Regions from separate parts of the Mus musculus genome. Here region 2 is linked to region 1. The links are chromatin contacts, called in public HiChIP or PLAC-seq maps. All regions are on one chromosome and are shown on one strand. The core of a region is the stretch at or near the end of the contact, and the rest is flanking DNA. Distances in the headings are between cores, read along the strand shown. Region 1 holds the start of Gmfg-ps (glia maturation factor gamma-like). Region 2 overlaps Asb4 (ankyrin repeat and SOCS box-containing 4).

Region 1 (4,172 bases), core at 61-2,560:
TTCCACAGTCCTGATTTGTCTACTCCTTCTGGCCCCTAACTTACTTCAAGATAGGAAGAAAAAAAAAAAAGTGAACGCCATGCATGTTTGCTGTCCTCCAGCCCACAGCTGGGTTTTCTACCAGGACGCCAGCAGCCCAACACTTCAGGCACTCAACGCAGTTCTAAACATTTTTTTTCTTATTATTCTGGTTTGTTTTGTTTTGTTTTAATGTTACACGGAACCACATCACGCTCACGCACCATCAGCTGAGAGAGCTTACACTTTCACTTAAATCAGCTCCAAAACTCGCTTCCTGGCCCAGCAGGCACGCATGCATGCATGCATGGCCCATGCAGGCAAACAAGAGAGGAGTGTGGTGCCTGTGGTTTGGGTTGGTTTTTGTTTTTGTTTTTTGTTTTTTGTTTTTGTTTTTTCCTTTATTTCTTTCTTTCCTTTTTGGAAAGCGTTGACAATGTCCTTTTTACCCATAAACACCCTCCCCTCTCCCCTAGCTGCACACCCCGCTCCCTCCCACCGCCAATTCAAGCACGAGGGGGCGGGGGCGGCGGGGGCGAAGGGGGCCGCCGGGGATTCAAAAACCTGCCCTCACAAAAGACAAACATAAATAACACCAACTTGAGAGGCAGCCGATTGATTTTCCCCAGCCCGGTTCGGGACGCCATCCCTCGGCCCCCGGGGCAGGGCCGGGAGAGCAGGTGACGCCAGGCGCTAAGGCAGGAGGAGGTCGCAGTCTAGCCTGGTGCCAAGAAGCACCTGAAGTCCTAACACATTGGCGGCGGCTCCGGGCCGCTGCCAGGCGGATCCCGGTCTGTGGCACCGGGGGAGAGACGAGCTCGCCGGCCACACTGGAGCGGAGGGAGAGCAAAGGCTAGGGTGACAATCACACGAATGCCTCTGCTTTTCCTCCCAGTGTGCCGGGGAAACAATAGATCCCGCAGAGGATCAAGCCTCCCTCCTCACCCTGGCGCTCCCGGACCGCAGTCCACCCCCACCCGCCCGCGGGTCCGCCTTTGTGCACGCCGCCGCGTCCCCGCGCTCCCGCCGCCCCGCCACCCGCACGCCGCCCCCTTACCGAGCGGCCCGGGCGGGAGGTCGGACTCCTTCGGCGCTCTTCCCCCCCGCCCCCCCGTGACCGTGCGGGGCTCGGCGCCGACCGTGTGCCCTCCGCCCGCTCGTCACGGCGCGGCGCGCGCGGCGGCCGCCTGCACTCGCGCCTCGGCCCCCCACGCGCGTCTTGCCCGCGCGGGGCGGCCCCGGGACGCGCGCTGCGCTCCCCCCACCCCCACCCCCCACCTCCACCCCAGCCATGGCGGCCCGGCCTGGGGACCCGACGCGCAAGCGGGCACCCTCGCCTGCGGCCTGGGATCGGGGACGCCGCTCGGCCCACGTGCGGGGCCCCCCACGCCGGGCCCTGAGGCCCGCGAGGCCCGATGGACTTAGGGATCAGGCCGCGGGGATGAGGAGGGCCCCGGGGTAACAGGTGCCTCACCTCGGCTGATGGGATTAACTCTAGGGCCGCAAAGAGAGGGAGCCCAGCAGCGAAATCCCAGGAGAGGGAGAGAGGGAGCCTCTGGCGGCCAACGAAGGGCGAAAGGCACCGGCCCGAGGCAAGGCCGCCCCACCCCCAAGACCGTGGGCGAGGGGGCTCTGGCACTTAGGGCAAGGCCTGTGCCTTCCAGATGCTGAGGACCCCACAGTCTGTGGTTAAGTCTGTGACCCCAGGCATCCAAGGCCTGGCCATGGCCTGGGCTGGCCTAGAAGGCCAAGACCTAGGCCCTAGTCTACTCTACTGTGGTGTCCACTGGGATGATCCAGCTGACCCTCAAGGCCACACTACTAGAAGGAAAGGGATGAAGAGGACTTTGGACTTTTCTTCTTGTATATCTTTTCTGTTCACACTCACTGGTTTTGCCCTGTTAAAAACTCTCACTACACCCTCTCCTCCCAAATAATGTGACAGGTTCCATACTCTTCTCCTTCATACAAAATGGACTTTGATGGTCAATATAGACCATTGATGTATCCAAAAGCCTTGTAGGGCACAGGTACCATTTTTGAAGAGTCAAAATTGTGTTTTTGCCACACGTATGTGAGGTGCACACATAATCCCAACACAGCCAAGACAGGAGAATTGAGTTTGTGGACACCCTATAATCCAGCCATTGTCTGGAGATACAGAAACAACAGCTGACCAATGGTGGCGCACGCCTTTAATCCCAGCAGAGAGGCAGAGGCAGATGAATCTTAGAGTTTGAGACCACCCTGGACAACAGAGTGAGTTCCAGGACAGCCAAGGCTATTCAGAGTAACCGAATCAGGAAAATAAAAATAAATATATAGTAGCAACAATAGCCTGAAATTGTGTGTGTGCATAGAAAAAGCTGCAAGATCGTGTAACCCTCTCAATACAGGCAATCTAGAAAGAGGCGAAAGTACTTAATATTCCATATAGCACTGAATGTTAGATTTAGAATTTCAGTAGCCATGGCAGGGGTCAGGCTACCGCCCTTCAGCCTGTCTGTTCAGTGCTGCCGCTCTTCAGCCTGTCTGTTCCCTAGTCATTTAGATTTTAAAATTCTCAACCTTTGCTTTAATGCAGAATTTTTAGAATTAGCTCGTAGGCTGCAGGATTGAGGCCTGTTAAAGGGTATTTTAGAGTAGATAGAGACACTTAGGGTACGATGAAGGCACACTCCAGAACACAGCTGGGCATTCTCTGAGGCTTTCTCTTTGTTTTCCTTCCAGTATATACCATTTCCGATATATATCATTCAGGCCAGTTTTGAAACTATTGTCTTCAAAGGATGAGCAAAGAACTTAAATGAGATACTGGGGTAATCCCACAGGCGTGCCCTCCAGGTTTCAATTGATACTGTAAAATTCTAGATCACCCTAATTTTGAAAGATAGGCTATCTTTACTGTAAACAAATTTCTTGGCCTGTCAAAATAGCTCAGCAGATAAGAGCACTGACTACTCTTCTTCCGAAGGTCCTGAGTTCAAATCCCAGCAACCGTATGGTGGCTCACAATCACCCGTAATAAAATCTGATGCCCTCTTTTGGTGTGTCTGAAGACAGCAACAGTGTACTTATCTATAATAATAAGTAAATCTTCTTTTAAAAAAAAGTTCTTGTTTGAGATTTCTAGAAAATGTCTAGAAAAAGAAATGAGGTACTTCCAAGGTCATTTGTGGCCTGTCCTTAAGCTTGGCTCATAGCTATTTTAACGTGTGTGTGTGTGTGTGTGTGTGTGTGTGTGTGTGTGTGTGTGTTCAACTTTTACAGCAAATGTCACTAATTGTGCTGGAAGTCTTGCCTCTCATTGGTAGAAGTGGACTCAGCTCTGGGATGAATATCTTCTTTTCCTTCCATGTTCCAGTAATTTCCCCCATCTTTATATTCTGCCCTAGAATTATCTTTGCAGATACATTCCAAGCCCTCCCCAACCCCAATTTATAACCAAAATAAAAATGGTACCGAACCATATGTGTGTGTACTTATTCTGCACATACCTAACCACCAAGCTTAATTCAACTAAGCCACAAAAAGTTAGCAATAAAAAAAGGGAAATGAGCCAGGCGTGGTGGCGCACGCCTTTAATCCCAGCACTCGGGAGGCAGAGGCAGGCGGATTTCTGAGTTCAAGGCCAGCCTGGTCTACAAAGTGAGTTCCAGGACAGCCAGGGCTATACAGAGAAACCCTGTCTCAAACCCCCTCCCCCCCAAAAGGGAAATGATACAATACACTGCAGTAATTAATTAAAACAATGTTTTCCTAACAAATTATATTTTTAAAGATTCACTTGATTTTTGAGTATGTATTTATGTATCATGAGATAGTACATGAATGAGATAGATAGTACATGTTTCTGGTCTCCATGAATACATACGGGTATCAGATCTCTTGGAACTGGAGTTACAGACAGTGTGTGAAGCTACCAGGTGTGGGTGGTGGGAACTGAACTCAAATCCTAAGGAAGAACAGTACAGCACCTGACCACTGAGCCACCTCTCTAACCGGAAATATCAGGACATGTTACAGAGGGTTGGGCCTTGGGAATGTATTTACAGCTTCATTTCCTAGAAAACAAGGATGAGAGAATAGCCAGGCAAGTATACACAAAGAATCTCGGTGCTATGAAAGGAAAATATTTCCGTTTCTAAATAACT
Region 2 (4,227 bases), core at 854-3,353, 500 kb before region 1:
ATATTTTTCAAATAGCACATTATCCGATCTCCTGTATTACATGCATTTCTGGATTTCTTCAATTTCTTGTGATTTTATAAATCATCTTCTTTTTATTTTATTTTTATGTATATGAGTACACTGTAGCTGTTTTCAGACACACCAGAAGAGGGCATTATCAGATCCTGTTACAGACAGTGGTGAGCCACCATGTGGTTGCTGGGAATTGAACTCAGGAAGAGCAATCAGTGCTCTTAAGCACTGAGCCATCTCTCCAGCCCTATACAGCATCTTCTTCCTCTACAACTTCTCACTGCTTATTTCTTACAAATAGAAATACAGCTGACTTGTCGGTAGAGCGATTGGAGATGCAGAACAACTGCTAAACTCAATTATTAGTCCTCACCATTTGATGGTAGATTTTTCTAAGGTTTTATTTTTATGTAGATAAACATAATTGTAGGAAATAGTGGCAATTTTCCTCCTCTTCTTTGCTCCTCATACATTATTAATTCCTCTTTTCTATTTATGTTGAGGCCCCCCAGGGCTGAAGAGATGTGGAGAAAGTAGCCTCAATTCTGAAAAGGAGGTTTTAACATTCCACAAAAGGGGATCATGGACTTTACAGGGCCCTGCTGAAGGCTGTGTTTTACAAAGTGTGCAATGATTCTCCATAAAGGCTGGAGAAGCAGCTATCTGATGGAGATGAGAAAGGAGCCCCCAACTTATATCAATTCTCTCATTCAGTACAGGAGAAAAGGTGACAGAAGGCAGCATTCGGAAGACAAGGCAATTTAGAGACTCTCTCTGCCATCTGATAGAGGACGAGCTCTGAGCAGGTGGTGGTCACGAAAGTCAATGCCTATAATTTACTGTTTCTGTTTCTCTTTGGGCAATGAAAGATTTTTCCCTTTGCTGTTTTTTTTTTTTTTAATTTTTATTTTTAGTAGTGATATGTCATTTCCTTTAAAATAATTTTAACAAATAACACCAACTTAGAGAAAAAATTAAATTCAGTTGGCCTACGTATACTTACAATACCACAGAAGGGGCAAGCATCTTTGGAGTGGGCTATGAATGAATGGAGCGGCCAGATTTATGTGATCACAGTCCACAGCACAAGGGATGGGAATGTGGGCAGCAGCGAGGTAGGGAGAGGGTGGGCTGTCCTGTGTGTGGGGGTGCTTCCCTATTAAAATGAGGGCCTCACTGGTCAGGGACTCCTGAGTAGGTAGGCGACCTGTGTTACTGTGGCCCTCAGGAACAGAGGGCGGTCTTTTCAAAGGCATGGTCTTCTTTACATTTCCCCTCGTGCTACATTCTGTCAGAAGCCACTTGAATTTTTATAGCTTTCCTCAGGTAACAAATTTTCCTCCTACTGTCAGGATTTGCTTCATGTGGCCCAAAGCAAGCAGTGTTCATTTTCCTCTCAGGAAAAGGGCTGAATGGAAATAATGCACAGTTTAGGAGCCAGCCAAACCTGACCTGACTTGCTTTATTCATAGGGAAATGCAGAAAGCAAAGAATGGACATTTTTGCTGAGGTAAATAAGCCCTCTCGACTGAGGAACGCCATTATACTAATACCAAAGGAAACAAAGGCCAGAAGATGGTGGCATTAAGTAGAAAGGCAAACAAAAAAATAGCAGGCAAAATCCAGCGTGGGACACAGTCACCGCTGCAACAGTGAAAAACAGGGCAAAATCCTTTAAGAGAAAATTGCATGCAATTTTTTGGACTCAATTAGCCTTTTCCACAAAGAGCACTTTCCCACAAAGAGCCCATTAAATAGCAAATGAAATTACATCGGTTTTCAGTTGCCATGGCACTGGCTCTTCTCTAATGGACTTCTCTGGTCCCGAGGTTCATGTTAGACTGGCTTATTTTCCTTGCCTGTGTGCCGTCTCCATTCTCCTGTTCGGTCAGGGAGACATGTATGTGACTTCTTCTCCAAAGCACCTACCTACAACATCATCCCGGCCAGACAGAACTCCGGCGTCAACCGAGTTCCCTAGAGACAGGGGTGCGAGCTCAGCCTGGAGCTCGCCGTTACTAGCTGTGACCCTGACAGTTTGCACTAATTCGTTGGTAGAGGGTGCAGTCATGCACTCAGGGCTGCTGCAGCAGACCTCTGACCGAGGACTGCCTTGCAAGTGCTGCCCCCTGAGGTGAGGACGCGAAGATGCCCAGAAAGGCATGAGAGTTAACCTTAAGACTCTTCTGGAATCTCCAGACTGGAGGGCTGGCCCACAAGCACGTACCTGGGTTTCCTTCCTCCACAGAAGCAGCAGCAAAGATAAAAGAAAAAAAAACAAAAAAAAACAAAAACAAAAAAAAAAAAAAAAACACTTCCCAATTATTTCATTTGCAATTTTGTTTTTCTATTGATTCCTTCCAAATAGGAAGAGGGAGCGAGAACTGTAGCCCAGTCGGTAGGATGCTTGCCCAGCAGACAGGAGGCTTGGCACTGCATAAGCCCACACACCTGTAATTTCAGAACTTGGGTGGCAGAGGCAGGGGAAATGGAAGTTCGAGGCCATCCCAGATTCCATACCAAGTCAAAGAATAGCCTGGGCTACTGAGACCCTATCTTTTAAAAATCCTAAAATTCAGGGTCTTAACCTATAGATGACATGTCTTTAAAAAAAAATTACTTATGAGAGATTACTACAGGGAGATGGCTCAACAGGTGCATGATAAATGGAGGCAACTGAAGCTCAAAAGTTGCTCTCTGAACTCCGCACCTCAACCATATGGTGTGTGTGCACACTCATGTGCAAGCACACAAACACACACACACACTGTAAGCAAAGATTACAAAAAGTTATTTAGATACTGTTAGATATTAGCTAACAGTAATGTTTGATAAATAACTTACATATTATTTTCTGATACACATAGTATTACACAATTAAAATATATATCTATACTGTTCATGCCTTCATATAAAAGCCTATTTAAAAAAAAATTAAACATTAGCCAAGTCTAATGCCTGTAATGAGTAGCTCATGCCTGTAGCCCCAGCACTCAAGAGTCTAAGACAAGAAAATTCCTACAAATTAGAGCCTCCCTTAGACTGAGTTCCAGACCAACCAGACCCTATATAAACAAACAAACAAACAAATAAAAATTGTCTGTACAAATGAACATACTTTTATATCATTTATTTTGTACATGGGATATATATAGCATAACAAAATATTCTATTAAGAAGACAAGTATTTCTAAATTTTTCAGTAATATACATAATTCTGTAGTGGTGAAAGTAAATCAGATATGTCTTAACATTTTATAAATATATGTATATACACATATATATTTATATACATACATATACACAATATACATATATACATATACGTGTATCTATCCATATGTATGGGTATGTATGTATAATATGTAAAGTTTGGAAGTTCAGGTGTACAGTTTACAAACTGTGTGGTTGCCAGATTGTTCTGAAGACGCACAGGAAATTACGGAGCCCAGTCCTAGACTCATGCTGAACGTGTCTAGCTTGCCTTTTCTGTTGTCTCCAACTCTCTGAATAGCCTTGTTTGGAGGGACAGCTACAGCTTGAATTTGGGCCTGGGAACAAATTAAATCTCTGGGTCAAATGTCTTCCTGTCCAAAATGAATGTCTAATCCCAGAAATGGGATTCCCAAGTAAAAGTGGGTGTGTGTAGTCAAGATTCCCCCCAGTGTGTACTACCTTGGCGGTGGCTGAGAAAGAGGAAGCCTGGCAGCCGCTGCTGAAGAGCCAGCCACCTGCAGCTGAAGGAAGCCTTACTCTTCTTGGCAGTGCAGGCACTGCTAGGCAGCCCATGCTCCAGTAGATGGCTCCACACGCACACTTATATGGGAAGCACCAAGTGAGCTTAGTGAGTTACTTTAAACAGAAGGGGGCAAGGATATAAAGGCAGGGAAATGTTAGGAGTAGTTGGGGGGTGTAAAAGAGGGGAATATGATGGATGTATCCTCATATTTCATTGTATACATGTATAGAATTCTAAAGGTTTAAAAATGGGAAAGGAGAATGAGGACAGTTAGGACATGGCTTGTGGGTTCCAGGTGTCACCCTGCTGTCCCTGCTAACAGAACAACAGATCTGTCATTTCTTATGATATGAAATCTAAAGTTTAAACTATTTAAATATGAACAAAATCCAAACTCAATCTAACATGAGGAAGGAAGTAAATATAAAATGTGGGGGTGTCCAGAACATAGGAGCTAAGCAAGCTGGTAACAGCGA

The links. HiChIP or PLAC-seq counts read pairs in DNA pulled down with a chosen protein or histone mark.
Region 2: a contact with region 1 is called in an H3K4me3 HiChIP or PLAC-seq map of embryonic forebrain, with 5 times the contacts expected there. The contact joins the enhancer-like site here to the promoter of Gmfg-ps in region 1. A contact is called at or near these places in 1 of 39 promoter capture datasets (stem cell-derived epiblast-like cells), 3 of 484 Hi-C or Micro-C datasets (embryonic limb bud and embryonic stem cells), 17 of 115 datasets of contacts at active chromatin or transcription factors (bone marrow-derived macrophages, craniofacial prominence, embryonic basal ganglia and 9 more) and 1 of 9 other capture datasets (macrophages).

The regions. Positions count from the first base shown.
Region 1 is chr6:4,900,352-4,904,523 of GRCm38.p6, reverse strand. It overlaps Gmfg-ps (glia maturation factor gamma-like), which reads left to right and starts at 1,310. Exons shown (of 5, transcript XM_030255708.1): 1 at 1,310-1,476. The coding sequence starts at 1,310. Ppp1r9a (protein phosphatase 1, regulatory subunit 9A) reads right to left here and starts at 1,549. Exons shown (of 16, transcript NM_001363809.1): 1 at 1,493-1,549.
Region 2 is chr6:5,401,152-5,405,378 of GRCm38.p6, reverse strand. The region is part of intron 2 of Asb4 (ankyrin repeat and SOCS box-containing 4); the gene reads right to left. Among named protein-coding and RNA genes, the nearest start is that of Asb4, 13 kb to the right of the region's middle. Within about 2 kb of position 2,103, at least 37 of the 459 cell types and tissues checked have an H3K27ac peak or open chromatin away from gene starts, as enhancers often do. A contact at or near this core is called in embryonic basal ganglia, embryonic forebrain and stem cell-derived neural progenitor cells, where this site is marked.